Linked DNA regions of Oryctolagus cuniculus: region 1 is linked to region 2. The links are chromatin contacts, called in public Hi-C maps. All regions are on one chromosome and are shown on one strand. The core of a region is the stretch at or near the end of the contact, and the rest is flanking DNA. Distances in the headings are between cores, read along the strand shown.

What was found. Hi-C and Micro-C count contacts between places; a contact is called where the count stands out from the background.
Region 1: a Hi-C map of an unstated tissue shows a contact between it and region 2, with 2.4 times the contacts expected there. The contact joins two enhancer-like sites. A contact is called at or near these places in 2 of 6 Hi-C or Micro-C datasets (skin fibroblasts and an unstated tissue).

What each region holds. Positions count from the first base shown.
Region 1 is chr8:53,374,486-53,379,921 of mOryCun1.1, reverse strand. No RefSeq gene overlaps it. Among named protein-coding and RNA genes, the nearest start is that of FAM241A, 550 kb to the right of the region's middle. Within about 2 kb of position 2,006, at least 1 of the 8 cell types and tissues checked has an H3K27ac peak or open chromatin away from gene starts, as enhancers often do.
Region 2 is chr8:53,131,711-53,137,050 of mOryCun1.1, reverse strand. No RefSeq gene overlaps it. Among named protein-coding and RNA genes, the nearest start is that of FAM241A, 310 kb to the right of the region's middle. Within about 2 kb of position 2,285, at least 1 of the 8 cell types and tissues checked has an H3K27ac peak or open chromatin away from gene starts, as enhancers often do.

The DNA.
Region 1 (5,436 bases), core at 757-3,256, 240 kb before region 2:
TGTAGCTGCCCACCCCAAACTCCATAGCATAATCTGAGTTAATGCATTTCATATATGAAATGCTACATTTCAATTCAGCTTACATATATTCAAAACAATTGTTAGGCTACATTTTTGTCATATGGTACATTATTTGTTATCACTTGTAAAACCAGAAAAATGTACACCCAGAGAAACAAAAGCAGGAGATACAGATGGTCTCAATGTGATTATATTGGCATCTGATATGATGGTGCTTTGGACCATATTGACATGAGTGAGGATTCTATGTAGCAACTGTTCAATACCATCCTTTGGACTTCTCTGATAGACCACTTAACTATCTCAGCTTTTCCAGTGATCATCTCATTTATCTAGGATTATTGCACTGAATTTACTGTTTGGTTTTCTTCCAGAACTGAAATGTCAAGTCCAGTGTCATGTATGCAGTAGCTTTGTGCTGTGAGAGCTTCACAGATCCCCCAAAAGCTGCTAGCAGTTGATCTTTGGATAGAGCTAGAAATAAATAAATCCTCTTTAGCAGATCAATATTCATCCCATTTAATGCTTGATGTGAAACTTGTGGATTTGTGGTAGTAATGCTGATGTACAGCTAATCGTTGAAAATGGGCATTAGGGCTTTTATAGCATGGCAACATATTGTCAGGCAGGAAGGGGAAGAAGTGGAGAACACAGCCTGGAAAAAATATGGCAACTTTATATAAATTTGCTGCACATTTGGAATCTACTTGGAATATTTTCCTATGCAAAGCTAGAAACCCATAATGTGGACAACAAATGGACCTGCTTTGTAAAAGAAATTCTTGTGCCCTTGCCTTGGTTTGCCACTCTTTGTGGGGCTATGCACAAAAACAAAATATCTAAGTCATTTGAGGACACTGGGACTAAAGAAGTTGTTATTGAAGTATTTTCCCCTTTGTTGATCATGTGGTTACACATAATTGCAGCACACACACAGTTTGCCATGAAAGTGGAGCAGCAATGCAGTTTTCACACTGGAAATTCACTCAAAATGAAAAGGCACAAAGAATGGCATGGAAAATCATATCTTGAACAAGAAACTCACAACTAGCAAGAAAGACAGCCTGCTAGTGAGTGAGATTTCAAACATGGTTAGTGCCAATCATAGTTAAGGTATTTTTTTTTTCAAGTCACTGGTGCCTGTCATGGATCAGACTTTTCTTAGACTGTAAGAGTTAAATTCATCCTTTTTTTAACTGACCAGTTTTCTTTTGTGCTGAAGACATATGATAATTCATACTGTCATGGTGTTGGGAAAACAAGTTGGTGCTGGGCATTCTTTGCATACATTAGCTTTTAGCCCAACCACATAAACTGTAATACAGACATTTGTGGTCAACAATGGTACACATTTTTTCAACCATGTTGCTTGATTATCAATATAATGCAAGCAAAATGTGCACATGATCTCTGTGTGAAAACCTTGACTTCTCAATGTTCCTACAGACCCATGCTGCTCCTGCTGTAATTGAGTGAACATTGAAATGTATTTGTTAAAGGGATGCCTTTGTGGATAAAGCATGAGAAATATGTACTTGCTTTAAGTATCGAAACTAGAGAACTGATATTGATTTGTTTTTCATGGATAAATGATATTCTTTCTCAAATAGTAGTCTTTCATTTAAGTTTACTGAGAAATGAAACATTATCATCTTTACACGGTGGGAGAGACCATTAAGCTTAATACAAGCAGAGTAACATCTGCTGGCTGCAGAGATTCAGTGGATGACTCAGGAGCATCAGCTTCCCTTGTGCAAATCCTAAACTTTACCACTGACAAATGATCCCCCTCATCACCACCATCAGCTAGGGATCTCGCGCAGTCATAGTTCCCTTACTAGGCAAAGGCAGAGAGGATGAGAAGGAAGGTCATAGTCACAAGATAATATTTATCAGGTGAAGAGTAAATCAGTAAACAGGGGAGGAAAGGTATGTTTACGCTTGAGGCCATGAAAGTTGGGAAAGAGAGATGAGCCAGGCAGAAGATGACAACTGGGCAAGTGTGTGGGTGTGTCTGCACAGCGTATGCCTTTGAGTTCATGCACGTACATGTAGAAAAATGTTCAGCTAACCAAAATATGCAAACAGGCATAATAATATATAGATATATAATTATGTACTCTATTCTACATTATGTTGCGTATTTATGTGTGACTACATATTTACAAATGGGAGTCTCTTCATATTCCAGGGCCTGAAACACAAACGTATTTGAAAAGATCTTTTCTAAAATCAAAAGTGTTGGTTGGTATGATTCATGAATAACCAAGTAACAAAAGATTGATCAAAGAAATAAGGGTGTATTTTCTACCTTTAAATCTTGAGGCTGAGTCAGCAAATCTTCACCTAAGAAAGTTGGTCTGGTTGACTTTCTGTTACAATCCTTACAAGATCTAAAATGAATCCTAGGTCAGAGAGTTTCCATTTATTTCAATCTAGAAATAAAATAGCCTCCAGATTCAGGACATTTAACTGTAAAAGCTGTTATGAAGAAATTTACAACTGGCACATTATTGAAATCCTGGTAAGAAATGGTGTTGTTGTTGTTTCCATTTCTCATGAGAGCAATCTCTTTCATGGGTTTTAGGGATTACCATCCATGCAGCACCTTAGGAATGAAAAGAAAATACTACCCCAAACACAAGTTAGAACAACTTACTTCATATTTCCCCCAGAGTCTCCATATTGCCCGTCAAGAAAGGAAAATATTTAAGAATGAAAGCAAATCAAATTTTATTACATTGACTTTTTTGTGGACATTGATAAATGAGATATAGATAATGTGATTTCTTATTTCACTTGTAATCTTCCTCTTCATTCATTTCTTCAACAAATATTTATTGAGCAATTTTTGTGGGTTAGGCAAGACACAGCCCTTGATTTCCAGAATGTCACAACTTTTTTGTTTTCCCTTTCTTACTTAGTCTCTGAAGCACTGGTATATGTTTATACTCATATGTATTTTGCAGATGTCCAGTGTCAACCATACCAACATATTTGTATGAATTATAAATAACATAAAGATGATTGAATGGATAGATGGACAATTCATATTCTATTACACAGGCATATAGATGCATAGATAGACAGACAGCCAGGGATAGTTTGAAGAGTCCTATGTTGCGATGTCCTGTTTATGCTACAAACTATGTAGCTATGTTATTTCTCCTGTCATAATCTACCAAATTGAGCAACTGGTTATATTCTTCTATTGGAAACAAAGCCACCCAGGCTAAACTGCCCACAGAAAAAAATCGTACACAACAGATTCAGCTTCCTAAGAGAAAAATAAGATTTAAATTCCCATTGGAATTAGATTATTTGGGTACCATCTCCAGGTAGCTGGAGCAGAAAATTAAAGGGAAAATTCAGTGATTCAGAAACCCTCTTTAAAGAGGGATCATCTCAGAGAGGAAATTATATATAGGCTGAAACTCTTTCATTCAAAATATCTGCTGCCTACAGAAGTAAATATCAGGTTATGGAAAGTGGCAAAGTCTTCGATCATGTCTCTGGAATAACAAGCTTCCAAGGGAACATACAAGTATTGCCCTGTATCAAATGATGCAATGTCTTCCAAGGGTTCAGAATCCTAAAATGGCAGAGTCACATATCCTTGAATCATTTTTGGTTCAACTTGCTAAAAATTCTAATCTTGCCAGTAGTGAAATCATGGTGTTCCAAGGAAAAATTAGAAATATTAACAGATCAAATGAATGCATTGCACAGAAGTATGTTTTTGTTAGATTCTGAAATGCCTTCTATAGACCAGTGTTCACAAGGGAAACCTGAAGTTGTAAGCCCCTGACAAATAGATGCTCTATCAGTTCATTCTGTCTGTGCAAATATAGTCTGTAATATTTTAACTAAAAATTTCAAGGAAAAAAACTACTTAAATTTGGCATTTTATCACTTTACCTCACTTCCACTAATCCCTGTTAAAATACTATAAATAGCACAGAGCTTAGAGTTGCAAAACATAGACCTAACAGGACTTAGACAAAGATATTTTGTAAAAGATTCAGGTAGAACCTTACAATAGATAACAAAACTTACCCACACTGATTCATATGAATTATCTATGGTCCTTATTTCTGTTGTCTTTAAAAAAATGAGAAATACGAAAAAAATATGTTAAGGTTATTTTATTTATTTCCTCAAAAATATCTGTGGAGATTTCAAAATATTTCTGTGGGTAATTCTCCTTCCAAGGAGAAAGATTTGATTTGCTCTAGTTCTAAAATCTGTGTTGAGTGCCTTCTCATTGCTGGAATATGCACGGGTTATTTGACAAGACCTGTGCCCTCCTTTTGTATGAATAGGATTTCACACACAGACAGTGATATGGAAGCAAGGAGACACTTTGAAGTTCAAGTCATTTGACAATAAGTTTTGGCATTCTTAAAAAATAATGAAAAGAATATTTGCCGAATTTTCCTTTTGTTTTTGTTCTTCCTTCAGTTCACATAGGCGGGTCCAGGCAGGAAATACAGCCTGAGCGAGTCAGCCAGATCTGGAGGGATTAGTTACAGCAAGAAGGCTGTTGTGTGAATCTGAGTCATTTTTTTTATGGTAGAAATTCTAAAGAAAAAATTCACACACACACAAGCATGCCAAATCCTACCTTTATGATGAATATATCTGATCAAAACATTTAACATAAAATTATCTAAACTTTATTTGCTAAACTAATCTAAACTAATTGCAACTATCATTTTATGAAACTGTGGTATTGGATTCTAAATAAAGACCTAAAGCTTTTACATTCTGAATAAAAATGTGATTTTAGGCATAAAATTAAATATTTAGCTTGGTGTGGATTTTGTGCTTTCTCATTGTGGCATCAATTGTCTTTAGAAATAAGCAATTGGTGAGGACAGGATATAAGAAATTAATTATAGGCTGACATATCAATTTCAAAACACTAAGATGATGTTAAAGGTGAGATAGTTATCTAAATTTTCCACAATGCTTTCTAATTGTATATGAAAGATTATATATATGAAATTGTATAAGAAAGATTAATCTTCAAAAATATGAGTTCCTAGTTTAAATTATTCCCATTGGAAGAGTAAAATACAGTCTTTGAAATATACAGAATGAAAAATCTATTGTAAAATATCAGCATTTGTTTTTGCTATGCATAGAATTTCCTTGAAATTTATCATTTTACATTCTGCAATTCAACCATACCAAAAATCCTAGAATAAACCTATTACAAGTGGTCCAAATTGTTTAAAAGTCAACTTCTCAAATTTTAGAATCTATTTCTGCTTATACTATGTTTTCATTGTGTGTGTGTGGAAACATCCTCTGACTATGGGTTAGCAAATTACATGATAATAAAGGTGAAGCAAAAATATTTTAGTGGTAAGCAAGTCACCATGACAGTTTTGTAATTTTCTCCAATTTTGA
Region 2 (5,340 bases), core at 1,036-3,535:
TATTAGCACCTCCTCTTAGAGATAACAACACAGAAAGGGTTTTGAGGACAGCGTTATGTTTGGGTGCCCTCTGAGCACTATCACTTAAAAAGCCATCTGACAACACTTGCATTTGAATCCCAGTCTTAGAAACAACCTACAGTTTAATCATAACCATTTTGTCTTTTCCATTCTTCCTTTTTTGCATTGCTTCAATATGAATAATTGGCCTTTCTTTGATAAGTATCTCCTCCCTGGTTATGGTGTATGAATACAAAATATGTTCTTCTTTTAAGGGCTATTGTTTTCACCTGTCAGCTGTCATCACAAATGGCATCTACAGAAAACAATCCTTCCTCCGAGTTTTTTTAGGCCTTGTTTTGCCAGTGAATGTTAATTGCAGTTCTGCTTCCAAAAGCTTCCTCACTGCTGCAGAGTTAACCACGGGTTTGCTGCGCTGGGAGAGCTTTATCAAAGGTCTGGAATCCAAAACAATGGCAACAATAAATACCAATTAGACCCAGGTTCCGTGCTCCTTCTGCCTCCACAGGTTAAAGCAGCAAACCCACCTTTTGACTTCTCTAAGACTGGACTCTCCCAAAACCACAGAAGGAATTGGCTTGGGATCTTGTTTTCGAGGGTCTTTTTTGGATGAGAAGTTCTATTTACTGACAGATGACAATGTGGAGGTGCTGGGAGTGTTTTCCCTCAACATCTCCTAACTGTCTGCAATCCTAATAGGCCTCCATTCACCAGTTACAAGTGAAAGTGATGCATGAGTCTGACACTGCACATTTATTTTGTCATGAGCTAATACTTTTAGAAATTGAAACTAGGACTTGATTTTAGGACAAAGAACATCTAAAGCAAATTAAAAACTACATAGACTTTCCAATTTTGACAAAATGCACATTTATGTGTTTCTTAATCATCTTATAGAGTTCTTTTTTTAAAAATCATCAACTTACTAAAATGGAAAAATATAGACATAGTCTTTTAAACACATGCAAAGATGTAGAGATATATAAATAGTCTATCAAATCAAGAAGACTGGATTCCCCTTAAAACACTCAGCTATCAAAGGAAGACAGGAAATTGTTCCTTAACTAAATCATTGGAATCCCAATACAAACACCAGCTACAGTGACCTCTAGTGTTCTTGTGGATGAATAACCAAAACTTCTAAAAATAAATGCTTGTCTGTCTTCAGTGTGGCTAACAGTTACCGAATCAAATTGTAAGTTCTGAAAACAAAAGGAATATCTCTAGCAGATCTAGCTTTCAGGTTAATATCTCCATGGAAAAGAAGATTACATCAGTAAAATTTTTAAAAAATAATCATTAACATCTCACCATTCTAATGAAATCTTTTCATTTTTGTCTAGCATTTCATTGTTCAGATGGTAATATATTTATATAACCACCATTATATTTTGTCCCTTATAGTCAGCATGTTTTCATAATTTTAAAAAAAGATAATCCCTTGACACTCCACTTGGGCATTGCAAGTTACAAACAGAGACATCCGTGGGTTTATCACTGGAAAAGTGATAGGTACTGACACCTAAGTGCTTCTGTGGCCTGACTTTAGCTCTGTCTCCCAAAATACAAGTCCTGTTAGCCAAAGGGAGATCATTAAACATCAAAGTTAGTTAATCAGAAAATGCATAAAAAATGCCTAATGGGAGACTTTCTAAATGACAGAAAGTCTAAAATTCTGGTATTGATGTCCTGCCTAGCCGCAGAAGAGACACATCAAGCTTTTTTGCCCCAAGCTAGATCTGGTCTGGAAATCAGAAAGTGGTTAACTAGGAGACACATCATTATTTTAGCTCTGATAAACCTGTTTTAAAAACAATCCTGATAATTTATATTTTTTTCAGTACAAGTACAATCTACTCGGGGCCTATAATGTAATAAGGGAGGGTTCAAATTGCAGAATAAATCTACCTTTCTTTTTTTAATAAGTCTTATCCTGCACAAAGAAACAGCAATTGAAAACAAACATTTCTATTACATCTTCATTTGTGTTCATTTCTTCTATGCAAGGGTAGCCTCTCTTCTCATGCCCTGTAAAGTATCCAACAGGGTGATTTCAGGACACAAGGGTTCAGTGGTTGTGATATATGATCTGGGTTCTTGCCAACTATGGAAAGAACATACGTAGCTCATCTTTTTAAGAGGATGCCAAAATCATTAGCTCATATTTCATGCAACATTGCACTTTGTTTTATCCTTTTCATTCCTGCCACTGTTATGAATGGAGACCTACATCCTGAAAAATGAAAGATGAGAAGTAACCAAGCTTAAACGGACAATGGGATTGTTTTTCACACATGACTATCTGGAACTGTGTGTCTCTTGTTTAGTCATCAAGTTGCTGGACCAAGCTTAACTTTTATTATCTAGGTTTACAGTCATTAAAATAAGACAGAGGAGGGGCCGGGCCATGACTCACTTGGTTAATTCTCCGCCTGCGGCGCCAGCATGCCATATGGGCGCCAATTCTAGTCCCGCTTGCTCCTCTTCCAGTCCAGCTCTCTGCTGTGGCCCGGGAGGGCAGAGGAGGATGATCCAAGTGCTTGGGTCCCTGCACCCGTTTGGGAGACTGGGAGGAAGCACCCAGCTCCTAGCTTCGGATCGGCGCAGCACCGGCTGTAGCGGCCATTAGAGGAGTGAACCAACGGAAGGAAGACCTTTCTCTCCGTCTCTCTCTCACTGTCTATAACTCTCTCTCGGCCTCTCTCTCTCTCACTGTCTAACTCTGCCTGGCCAAAAAAAAAAAAAAAAAAAGAGTTGTAGAGGAAGAGAGAAAGAGAATATCACTATGCTCTTAGAATTGCATCTATGAACTACACTGAATCTGTTTTCTTTGTATTAATTTCACATTAAAATGAAAAAATAAAATAAAAAGTATTTTTTAACTAAGAGATTGTATAGTCCTTTGAGGATCTAATAAAAGTGCAACAGTTATATGCAATCTTTTTAACCAAAAGATCAAAAGTTGTAAGATATTTAAAATTAACTTTTTAATTATTTCTGTAAATTTTAGATTCCATTTATTATATGGTATAAGTGTTTTTTAAAGGATCTTCATCAGAAGCAGATCAACTTTTGTTGTGCTGTTCCTCCTTTTTATTTTTTTCTAAAGATTTACTTATTTATTTCAAAGACAGAGCTACACAAGCAGAGAGAGAGGGAGAGAGAGAAGGGGAGAGAGAGAAAAAAAAATCTTCTATTGCTGGTTCACTACCTAAATGGCCATCATGGCCAGAGCTGGGCCGGTCCAAAGTTAGGAGCCATGAGCTTCTTCCAGGTCTCTCACGTGGGTGCAAGAGCCCAAGGACTTGGCCATCTTCCACTGCCCTCTCTGGCACATCAGCAGGGAGCTAGATTGGAAGTGGAGCAGCCGGAACTTGAACTGGTACCCATATGGGATACAGGTGGTGGCTTTACCAGTTACACCACAATGCCAGCTCCAGTCATAATTTTTTTTAATTTTTTAAATATTTTTATGTTTTTTTTTTTTTTACAGGCAAAATTAGACAGTGAGAGAGAGAGAGAGAGACAGACAGACAGAGACAGAGAGAAAGGTCTTCCTTTTTCCGTTGGTTCACCCCCCCAAGTGGCCACTACGGCCAGTTAATAGTTTTAAAATATAACATGCAGTACAACCCTATCTGTAAAAAATGTTAGTCAAACTATGTGTAATAAAAGTATTTCCAATATTTTTCAGTATTATTTCTCTTATAATCAGATCCATAAAAATGATGCTATTGATGAATATAAATGATTTGTTCTACCTGCATCATCCATCTTTTTTCTATCAATAAGGAAAAAGAGTTAGTAGGTATTGAACAGCCATTTTATATCAGGCCTTCTATCCTCTAATTATGTACTTTGTCAAAAATGTCTTCTAGAGAATATATCTGTTCTTGAAACCGACTGTCTTTAAAATGACATTAAATGACACAGTGCTCACCAAATGCCTTGAATAATTCCTAACACAAAACAGGCATATAACAAGTGATATGGATTCCACTTTTCAAACACGACATGCTTTGGTCACCATGTAGCCAAAGAGTCTTTACATTTTATGTAACATATTTTGGAAACTGCCCTAAACCCTACAACTCCTTAATTAAAGGATTTTGAGAGGAAGGAGGGAGTTTCCTCACTTTTTATTGAGGCATAATTTACCTTAGCGAAATATACCTATTTTAGTATAGATTTGATGAGTTATTACAATTGTGTATATCCATGTAACCACCACCATCAAGGTCTGAACATTCCTGCTTTTCCCCAAAACATTCCTTGTGCTCCCCTCCAACCACTAAACTGCTTCTCATCATCATGGATTAGCCCATTATGTAATTTCATATAAGTGGAAATTTACAAGTTTATAGTCTTTTGTATCTGATCTGTTTTGATCAGGATAATGTTCTTGGGATTCATTCACATTTTTGTACTGAATTTGTTTTTCTATTTTGCTAAATGATATTCTATTGTACAGATATACTATACTGTGAACTTTCGCTTATATAAATAACTGGCAGTAGAATTATGGATCCTGTGGCATTGTATGATACTTTCTAATTATTTTCCAAATGGTTGTATCATGTTATTCCTTCACCGACAATGTTTAAGTGTTCCATTTGCTTTTCACCTTGGTCAATACTAGGTATTGTCTATTTTTTATTTAGTTATTCTAATAGGTACATAGTGATACCTCCTTGTGGTTTTAATTTTGCATTTTTCTGATGGCTAATGAGCATTTTTTCATGTGTTCTGGCAATTCACACATCTTCATTTTTGAAACGTCTATTGTAATAGTTTGTCAAATGCTTAAATCATTAATCAAGTTTTTTTAAAGATTTATTTACTTTATTTAAAAGACAAAGCTACAGAGAGGCAGAGAGAAAGAGAGAGAGAGAGAGAGAGAAAGTCTTCCATCCACTGGTTCACTCCCCAGATGGCCGCAACAGCTGGAGCTGAGCCTATCCGAAGCCAGGAGCCAGGAACTTCTTCCAAGACTCCCACGTGAGAGCAGGGGTCCAAGGACTTGAGCTATCTTCCACTGCTTTCACAGCCCACAGCAGAGAGCTGCATTGAAAGTGGAGAAGCCAGGGCTTGAACAGGTGCCCATATGGGATGCTGGTACTGCAGGCAGTGGCTTTACCCACTACGCCACAGTGCCAGCCCCTAACCAAGGTTTTAAAACTCCCTGATTCTTTCTGAATATCTGGGTTGAGATCCTTGAAAGCATATCCTTTGGGGAAGGCAAGATGGCTGAATAGCAACGGAGAGATCTGCTATAGGCTTCACAAAAGTAGCAGAAAAAGCGGAGAAGGTACTATCAGA